Regions from separate parts of the Sus scrofa genome. Here regions 1 and 3 are each linked to region 2. A link is a contact called in public HiChIP or PLAC-seq and promoter capture Hi-C data. All regions are on one chromosome and are shown on one strand. The core of a region is the stretch at or near the end of the contact, and the rest is flanking DNA. Distances in the headings are between cores, read along the strand shown. Region 1 holds the start of HECTD1 (E3 ubiquitin-protein ligase HECTD1). Region 2 holds the start of SCFD1 (sec1 family domain-containing protein 1). Region 3 holds the start of HEATR5A (HEAT repeat-containing protein 5A).

The links. Promoter capture Hi-C pulls out the DNA fragments that hold promoters and counts their contacts. HiChIP or PLAC-seq counts read pairs in DNA pulled down with a chosen protein or histone mark.
Region 1: a contact with region 2 is called in an H3K27ac HiChIP or PLAC-seq map of alveolar macrophages. The contact joins the promoter of HECTD1 here to the promoter of SCFD1 in region 2. A contact is called at or near these places in 1 of 5 promoter capture datasets (fetal liver), 1 of 47 Hi-C or Micro-C datasets (liver) and 1 of 2 datasets of contacts at active chromatin or transcription factors (alveolar macrophages).
Region 3: a contact with region 2 is called in a promoter capture Hi-C map of liver, with 5 times the contacts expected there. The contact joins the promoter of HEATR5A here to the promoter of SCFD1 in region 2. A contact is called at or near these places in 1 of 5 promoter capture datasets (liver) and 1 of 2 datasets of contacts at active chromatin or transcription factors (skeletal muscle).

Annotation. Positions count from the first base shown.
Region 1 is chr7:68,316,831-68,320,015 of Sscrofa11.1, reverse strand. It overlaps HECTD1 (E3 ubiquitin-protein ligase HECTD1), which reads right to left and starts at 1,849. Exons shown (of 41, transcript XM_021099884.1): 1 at 1,191-1,849. LOC110261745 reads left to right here and starts at 871. Exons shown (of 3, transcript XM_021100055.1): 1 at 871-924; 2 at 982-2,313. The coding sequence starts at 871. The coding sequence ends at 2,103.
Region 2 is chr7:68,849,496-68,852,906 of Sscrofa11.1, reverse strand. SCFD1 (sec1 family domain-containing protein 1) reads left to right here and starts at 1,852. Exons shown (of 26, transcript XM_021099902.1): 1 at 1,852-1,989. The coding sequence starts at 1,932.
Region 3 is chr7:68,142,313-68,145,568 of Sscrofa11.1, reverse strand. HEATR5A (HEAT repeat-containing protein 5A) reads right to left here and starts at 1,972. Exons shown (of 38, transcript XM_021099894.1): 1 at 1,839-1,972.

The sequences.
Region 1 (3,185 bases), core at 600-3,099, 530 kb after region 2:
AAGAATATAAGCTGATTAGGTTGCTGCTTAACTGGAAACCTGAGCCGTCTTTGTCAAAGACAGTTAAACAAGCTTCCTATCCCAGTACTGCTATCACTAATGTCTGTGCCAAAAGGCAAACAACACCTTACTATGAGTTCTTTTTTTTCAGCAAACGTCTTTCCCCTCCTCGACCCAAAACTGATCTTCGGATAAGGATGAGAATCAGTATTTTAAGGAGACTAAGAATTTTGATCTAATCCCTCTCCAAATTAAGTTTCTATTTTAAAATTACCTCCAATTTCATAAATTCTGCCGACTTCTCGATTTACTTACTGCTATTCTTACCATATCTAAATACAAATGATAGACACAAGATCTATCTAGGAATAAAAACTTGATTAGGAATTTTGGCTGTTTTGGCAACTGTTTTTAAAAGTTTTAAAAGAAATGCTAAAAGTAAGTACAATGGACTAACACATTACGGATCAGAATATAGGCTAATCTATGGTCCTCTTTCCCTGTCCCCATAGAGTGGGCAGTTGGTTAAAAACAACAACAGCGAAGGAAAAGCAACCACAACAGGCAAGTCATTACAAAAGCTCGTAAGTGCCGTGAAGGAGAGACGGCTTTGGGTCCCCTGCAACCCAGGTGCAGGTGTATAAACCCAGCGGCAGGTTCCAGTGGGCACCCAACGGCGGCCGTCAGCAGGGGTGACCCAACACCCTAGGCCCACTCGACCCCGCGCCGAGAGGCGCAGGCACCGCGCTCCGGTTTCCTGGCACCAAACCCGGCTAAGTTAGCTACCTGTGTCGAAAAGGAGGGGGAAGTTTTGGAGGAGGAGCAGCAAGCCTCTCTACCCTAGAGGAGGCCACCGAGGCGGGCTCGGAGATGGGTCTCCCGGGAGCGGCGCCCGGAACTCCGAGGCCCGGGGAGATGTCCCTGGCCCCGCCGGGCGGCGAAACCTTCTCAAGGACAAGGGGAGGGGGGGGGCTGCCGTAGGTTCCGGCTTGGACAAGCCGGGTCCCGCCCCGGGCAGAGCCAAGGCTGGGAAACAAAGGGGCTAAGAGGGTAAGTCAACAGCAGTGCCGCCGACCTTACCAGGGGCCGGGGTCTCGCTCCCAGCCCGCCGCCGGGCATCCCTCATCCCGGCACCAGGGCCGTTCCGACCGCCCAGGGAGTCCCCGCCTCCCCTTCCCTCAAGCTCTTACCCGGGCCTGTCCTCCCAAACCACTCCGGTCCAGCTCCAAGCAGGCCGCGGGCAGAGCCAGGCCCGGCCGCGGCCCTAGAGTTCCCAGGAAGCCGCAGGCCGCGCAGGTCGAGCCGGGCAAGCGGCACAGGAAAAGCCGCTCCTCGTCCCTCCCCTTCCTCCGCGGGGACCTGGTGACGGGGAAGCGAGAGGTTCCCCAGACCAGCGGCAGCCAGCGCACGTCCCGTCCCCGGCACGCGGCTCCTCCGGCCTTACAGCTCAGAGGCCCGCGCGGTGCTGCCGGCGGCGGCGGCGGGGGAGGCCGCGTCCATCGCGATCCGGGAGGGGGAAGGGAGGAGGGTCGGGGGAGAGCCGGGCGGGGAAGCTGCGGAGGGCAGCCGTGCGGCGCGGAGGCGGAGCAAATGGGCTCTACTGACTGCGACCTCGCCGGCCGCCACGTGGGGCGCTGCAGGTGCCGGTCGGCCAGTGGCGCAAGGGGCGCCAGCCCTGGGTGCCAGGCGGCGGGACGCGTCGCCGCCTCTCTCTGGTCTCTCTCGCACTCCGGGCCTCGGTCTCCCTCGGCCTTGTCAGCTGTCGCTTTACTATCGTACGCCCTGCACCTTCACTATGCTATCAATCGGAGCGCGCTCCCACCACCCCGCACGCGCGGCTGCACGTACGCTCAGCGTGTTTTGCACGGTGTGTACACACTTGGCGCGCTCCTGCTGACGGCACTCAGGCTGCACGTCAAACCTGCGGCCCAGGCTGTCTTTGCCTGGCGTCCTACCAGGGCGACCGTACCCGGCCAAGAACTGGTCACCCCTCCTCGAGCACCGAAAAGTGTCGCGGGAGGAGAAGCGCCTCCCTTCGGTCCTAGGAGGCAAACCGCCCGCAGTTCGTTGGAAAGAAAATCTTTCACAACTCCGGGGAAGTAAATATTGTCGAGTGTTCTCTCCATTGTACGGATGAGAGAACTGAGGCTCCCAAAAGCGTGAATTCAGGCCCAATGGCGTCCCCAGTAAGCAGCAGCACTGCGAGTGTGCTTTTGATTTTTTCCTGTGGGTTTTGGTCGCAAGAATGTCTGTAATTATTCCCTTCGGACGTTCTGTTTCACAGGCGTTGAAAACAAAATATATTTGCTTATGGTACGTACATGGAGATATTTAGGATATAATTAATTGGAAATGTGACTATAGCTTCCTTTTTTTAAAATCAAGAAATTAATGCCTTGGTTTGTGAGATAGGTAAACCCATGCCCAGACACCCACTGTACTCTCACTTTTTCATCTTTTAAACAAACATGAATATTATATGATAGTATTTGAGAAGCGTTCTTTTAAGCAGTTAGATTGGGTTCACCATATGCTTGAAGAACTAGTATTTTGGAAATTACAGATTTGCACTGAAGATATCTATAAGTACTTGTCCGACTGTGGCAGGTAAGTGTCCCTAGGTCTCCTGTTAACAGATGAAACTCAGAGAAAAGAGTAGAACATTCCAACTATCTTGTCAGAACTACAACACATGAGAATAATTATTTGTGAGCTATGAATGTGACTTAAGAGCTGCAGGAAAATCTTTAAGGAGGAGGTGGGTTCCTCTTGGACCTTGAAGAGTGGGTAGAATGTGAACACCACAAGGGAGGAGAAAGAATACAAGCAAACCCTATGTTCTGAGACACAGGAAGGAGGACCAGCACCTCAAGCAAAAAACCAGCATTAAGCAATGATAGAGAAGATAAGAGCTAAAGTGAGAAGGGTCTTATGTGGGATCCAGAATTTAGGGTGAGGTAACATGTTCTGGACTAGAACATTGACTGAAAAAGTTCTGGGCCTTAGATGTATAGGGCCAGAGTGTCCAGAATGGCTAAAAACCTAGACAAGGAGACTAACTGGGAGATTGCTAAAGTCCCCCAGTAGTGGAGGGAGGGAGGAAGAGCCCAAAGGGCCTAGTTTTTGGCGTTAAGAATGAAGAAGAGGAGTTCCCGTCGTGGCGCATTGGTTAACGAATCCGACTA
Region 2 (3,411 bases), core at 603-3,102:
GCCACTGTTCTGTGGGACATATTTTTTTATACATTTGTTTGCCCACACTGTGCACTCTTTGGTCAAGACAGTTTTTATCATTTCAAATGTATATGCTGTATATAAACATTAAATATGTCTTATTTCATATCAGTATGACTCAAATTTTGGGAGGTCTATACTGGAGCTGAAATGGTTACATTATAGATTTGCACTTGAAAGTGGAAGCACCAAAATGAACAAGATTAGGCTCTCAGATGTTGAAGGTGGGAAAGCCTGTTTATTATATATTCCATGAAAACAAAAAATGAAGTAAAACTTTCACATAGCACAGGAACTCTCATTTCTGTTTAATTATAGCACACCTAGTTCATTGGTGATTCCTTCAAAATATTACTGATAACACTGAATAAAGCAGTAAATATTCCAGTTAATTTCTTATTGAATATGCCAATTAGCTGTAAAAATGATAGTGATTTTTCTGCTGTTTCCATGAGTTTTAACTTTAATATTTTAAATTCCACATGTATGAAACAGTAAAAAGCTTTCAGCTATAAGATGAATAAGGTGTGAGCATCTAATATATAACATGGTGACTATAGTTGATAACTGTTTTGTTTGCTTTTTAGGGCCGCACCTGCAGCATATGGAAGTTCCCAGGCTAGAGGTCAAATCAGAGCTGCAGCTCTTTGGCCACACAACACCGGATCCCAGCCATGTCTGTGACCTACACCACAGTTCACAGCAATGCCAGAACCTTAACTTACTGTGCAAGGCTAGGGATTGAACTCATTTAATCATGGCTATTAGTTGGCTTCATAACCAGCTGAGCCACAATGGGAACTCCTAGATATAACTATATTGTATACATGAAATTTGCTAAGAGGAGAAATCAGTATTTTTCACACACAAAGAAAAATATGTGAGTTGATAGATGTGATAGTTAACTAGATGGAGGGACATTATTTCATAATGTATGTGTATATATATCAAATTGTCACTGTACATTTCAAGGATCTTTCCACTTTTGTCAATTACACTCTCAATAAAGCTGAAAAAAATATGGAAGGAAAAAAAAATAGATTCAGTTCTAGGGTGTTCCCTGATGACATTAAGGTTATCAGTCTTAAGTTTCATAAAAACTTATTTGTGGAGTAGTGTTTTATTATAGATTTTGCTGTTTATGTAATTGTTAAACATAGTCTCAAAAATTTGAAAATTTAAGTTTTCAAACCAGTTTTTAAGGTACAGGGTCTGTAATTTCAGAATTTGGTGCAGCTTCAGAACAAACAATAGCTAATGCACAGAGTTGTGTGTCCATTTTTGACATCCAATAAAAAATCTATGGATTAGAAGTCATCAATATCGGATATATTTTGTTATCACATGGCTTTAAGCGTACATTAAGAAGACACCTGCACGTGAGGTTGAGAAATCTGCCAAATGAGAGCAATACACCAAAGCTGACCGTTTCCCTGGAAAGGGGAGCAAAAGGGAAACAAGCTGCGCTGGTAAAAAGAAAAGGGAGCTGGCATTTAAGTGCCGATTTTGTTCCAGGAGCTTCATTTACTTTAGTCCTGTGACCCTTAAGCCCCAGGAGTATTATCACACTTAAGAGATATGCAAACGACCAAACTAACAGTCAATATGTTCTTGGCACTACAACACGTTTCTACCCTAAGAGCTCAATTTAAGGCAGCTACTCTTTAAGAACCTGCGGCTTGATAGGATAAAAATTCCCACTGTTCCGCCTCCGAAAAGTAAACTGCCTAGGTGTCCAAAAATGATTCCCTCATTCTTTGTTCGGCAAGTTTTGTTGCTGAGGGTACGGAAGGGTCACCGTAGGGGAGGCGGGGCTCGGCCTTCTATGATCCCGCCCCTCCGGGCTTTGCTTCCGGGGCGGTCGGGGCGGCCACGTCATCCACAGGCTCCGCTTGCCAGCCGGGCAGTGAATGGTGGGAGTCAAGATGGCGGCGGCCGCGGCAGCAAGTATTCGCGAGAGACAAACAGGTACCGACTTATTCTCTTCTCTTCCCTGAGGTTTCATGCTTGCAGTGAGGACAAGCTTCCTATGCTTGTCGCCCTCACTCGGTCGCGGTGCGTGCAGCTCAGAGGTGGACCTTCAAAAGTTTAATCCTGTTCTCCGAGCATCGAGAGCCCCTCCCCTCTTGAGTTTTTAGGGAAGAGATTCCATTAGCTTGAAAACTCGGCCCTCGGAAGTGGTGCCAGAGAAGTGGCTTCTCGGGTGAGCAGGTTGCTACGGTCCTGTCCTGCACTTGTCGCTTTCCTACTGGACCTCAGAAGGCCTTTACGACAAGATTTAGCAGCTGGCATTTCCCCTCCCTGTGTTGCTGCCTATGAGGTCTTTCGGATTTGTTTCTGTGCATGGTTCAGTTTTCTCCCATTTCAATATTTAGAGTTGCATCTTCCGGCACTTCCACCACAATAACAAAATTTAAGTGTTCTTTTCAGAGCAGATTACATTCTGCCATTTCTCTCCTTTGGACCAATCTTTGGGGGTACCAGATGAGAAATGCTCAGTGTTAAAAGATTTCTGTCTTCAGCATGCTGGAATGAGGTATAAGAATGGCAAAATAAATGAATTAACCTTTCCCATTTTAATTATTTGGCAAATTAGTGTTCTTAAACTATGCGTTATTAGTTTCATGTTTAATAGAACGTAATTATATAGCTCCTGTGTATATTGTGAAATACGGTTTTAAAAAATACACATTCCTTCTCTTTGAGCTTTGGTATTTTTTCCATCTTAGATAATTTTAGTTTTGCCATATTTTTTGGAAACTTGTGATGACAACTTGGTTTATACCTGTTAGCTACAAACTAATGGATTATACCTGTTAGCTAATTGTCTCGAAAATTGGCAAACTGTTAATTCTGAGGAGCTAGTAGAAATAAGCCATCAAGAATATGCATATTTGGAAATTCTGTCTCTTGTAATTATGTTCTTTTGCATATAAATCTGTGTAGGAAAACAACTGATTACAATTAATATGGTCTATAGAAAGGATTTTGGCTATGCTTGATTCCTTCCTTTGGAATTCAAAGAAAAAATTAATGGTAGACCTTAATGTAGTAATGATACACAGTGCATAATGAGTTATGTTCTGCTTTCCACCAATGGATAATTTAGTGTAAACTATCAGATGAAGTCAGGCATAACTTAAATACATGAAAGTCCAAATAAAATTTGAGGAATACCTGCCATTCATTTTATTTGTATAAACAAATAGAAACCCCACTTGTCTTTGCAGTATGGTTCCAACATCTTACTGAACCTCAGTGAATTAGGTCATACTGCATATTAAAATAAAAAACATGTTAAGAAAGACTTTATGCCAATATAAAGGAGCTTTTTGAAAAATTAAATTTGTTAGTAATTTTTATATGCAGAAACTTTGTAGAATATTAAAA
Region 3 (3,256 bases), core at 723-3,222, 710 kb after region 2:
AGTAGTTCCTAGGGCAGAAGTTAATTCTTTTCTTAAGTGAAATTTAATAACCATTTCAGCAATCTCCTTAAAATGCAGAAGTGCTTTTATGTAAGAGGACTAAGGTCCCACTAAAGGGCTGTTCAAACCCATCAACTATACTATGGATAATTTAACAGAAGATTCAATAATGCAGACATCATTAAACCAGTTAAATAGGATCGGAAATAAAATAATTTTAGAATATGAAGGGACCTAAACAAATCCAGAGTTTAATCTTTTGCTTTTTTCAAAAGCTAATTAAGAAAAAGTCATAAAAGGTCATAGACTGTCTCAATCTTTTCTGTTTCCTCTTTTGGTGGCACTGGCTGCATGGGGAAGTTCCCTCGGTAGGGATCAAACTTGCGCCACAGCAGTGACCCCAGCCGCTGCAATGACAATGCCGGCTCCTTAATGTGCTGCAACCACAGCGGGAACTCCGCCTCCTTTTTCAAATAAAGGTGAATGGAAGAAAGGAAGATAGGTGAACTGCCTAAAGACAAAAGTTCTTAAAGAATGCATTCCTTAAAGAATGCATTATTTATGCATTTTAAAAAAAATTTAAGATTCTGTGGATTATGTATTTTCTGTTACTAAACTCAGACACAATGATAAACAAAAAGGGAAAAGTGACCTAAAAACTATAAACAGTAGTAGAGGAGCTTAAGATAGAATTCAACTCTTCCAATACTATAGCCATCTATATAAAACTTTTTTCAACAGTCATTATTCTTATGCTATAAAAACTGTCTGCTTACCCATTTCATTAAAGGAAAAAAAAAAAAAAAACTACGGTGTTAAGATGTAAGACAAATCTCGGGTTCAATGATGTTTGGAAAACGAAACAGGACAATTCTCCTCTCACCATCCATTTAATGCCAACCACTAAGGACACTTCTACTTTCCTTACACTTTAATCTTGCCAGAGTATTTCTATGAAAGTTCTACACCGTACTTACGGACCTTTTCCCCTTTTGAACCTCTTCTCTAGGCTGGAAGTTCCTTAAGGGCTCTGAGTGAGCCTGCACATAAAAGGTGCCGAATACTTGCTGAATAAATAAATGCACACAAAAAAATGTACGACTTTTAGTGAAGGAGCTCAAATCATTTAACAACTATTATACGACTTGACAGTTACAAAAATCATCTTAACTTGCCAGAGATATACGTTACTGCAACTAGTAAATACCATAAAGGGCTTTATAAAGTTTCCAAAGACTTTATAATTCCTTGAAATGACGCTGTGCTGGCCGAGTAGGGTACGAAGAAATGTTTCATCATACTAAGCAAGTGCTAACCTAGCAAAGGCTTGCTTTCCTTCAGAGAAGGGCTGGATTAGTCCTTCTCCACTCTCTACGCCATATCCACTCTCCACTGCTCCTGGAAACCTGCCTGCAGAATCGCCCGCGGGCGCTCAGAAAACCTCGCCCGGAGCTCGGGTATGGGCCCCCGCTCCCGGCCAACCCAGACACGGCGGGCGCCGCCAGGGCGGGTCCCGGGAGCGGCGCGCCGGCGGGGCGGGCTCGGACCTTCCGACCTTCCCCGCACGCCCGGGGGCACCCGGCGGCCAGAGTCCACGCCTACCTGTTGTGCTCGGATGAAACCAGACTTTCCCGGAGCTCAGACCGACCGACAGACTGCATTGGCCATTCGGTCGTCCGGGCGCCCCAGTTCAACCCCTCCTCGGAGAGCTCCGGCTCTTTCGTCCAGGACCCCTAATTCCTCGACCCGTTCCTGCTCTGAGTCCCCCCTTCCTCCACCTCTTGGCTGTCGCGAACACCACGGAGCAACCCCACCCCCGCCCAAGAAGCTCAACTCACGGTGCAGGCCCCGGTGCGTGGTGCCTCCCAGCCGGCAGGTTGCCTGGACACCGCCCCCTCTCGCCAGGATCCGCCTCCACTTCGGGGATTCCCGACTGGTCGCCCCGGGTCCCCCACAACTCAGCGCCCGTCCCAGCCCCGCCACGTTATCTGTTCCACAGCGCAGCAGGGCAGCACTGGGACTCGCCAGCGGCGGCGACGGCGAGACAGCAGGCGGGACGGGCGCGCGCGGGGCGGGGCAGGAAAGCCTGGAGCCTTGAGGGCGGCGGGAGCAGGCGATTGGGAGCGCGCCCCGCACAGCGCCGCCGACCCCAGGCCCCGCCTGCGGGCCGCCGAGCCATCGAGCGCCCACTCTGGCAGGCGTAACTGCTCCACCGCCGAAAGAGCGATGACGGAGACGGTGTCCTACTTTGAGGCAACGGCTGGCTTTGCAGCCCTGAGAGTTCGGCCACACCCATTTTTGTTTGCTTTTAAAGCCAGACCCAATCCTTGGAGGCAGCCTTGGGGCAGCTGAGGTCTAAGGCACAACTGGAGCCTAGGGAAATTCAGGCAGAGATTTCCGTGGGTGTAGATGGTGGAAGGGACCCTAGAGAGAGCTTTGTACTCCTAAAAGTCTGGGGCCTGTCATGAAGCCACTTGCTCAAGGTCACACACACAGTCAACAGCAGAATTGGGACTAATAGCCTCTTGACCCCAAGTCAACTGCATTTTTCCAGTATACTCAGCGTTTTTAATGTAATTTTTCAATTTCTATTTTGAAACAAGTGCAAGCTTACAAAAAATGTTGGAAGTATAATACAAAGAACATTTTTCTCCTGAACTATATGAGATATAAGTTGCTGACATGATGTCACATAGTCCCTAAATACTTTAGTCTGTATATCTCACTAATAAGCATTCACTCCTACATAATCCTAATATAACTATCAGAATCAAAATGTGTGATATATTACATTTTGCCAATTTCCTCAATAATGCTAAGAGGAAAGGATTCAATGCAGAATCAAGTATTTATTTGTCTGAGTTCTGGTCGTTGCTCAGTGGTTAACGAATCCAACTAGGAACCATGAGGTTGCGGGTTTGACCCTGGTCTCACTCAGTGAGTTAAGGATCCTGTGCTACAGTGAGCTCTGGTGTAGGTCGCAGATGCGGCTCGGATCTGGTGTTGCTGTGGCTGTGGTGTAGGCCAGCAGCTGTAGCTCCAATTGGACCCCTAGCCTGGGAACCTCCATATGCCGTGGGTGTGGCCCTAGAAAAGGCAAAAAAAGATTTAAAAAAAAAAGTATTTATTTGTCATGTATCTTTAGTCACCTTCAATCTGGCACACTTCCTCAGTCTTTCCTCGACTTTCATATCCTTGACACTTTTGAAGATTCCTGGCCAATTATTTTACAGTTGGCCTTCACTTTGCATCTATC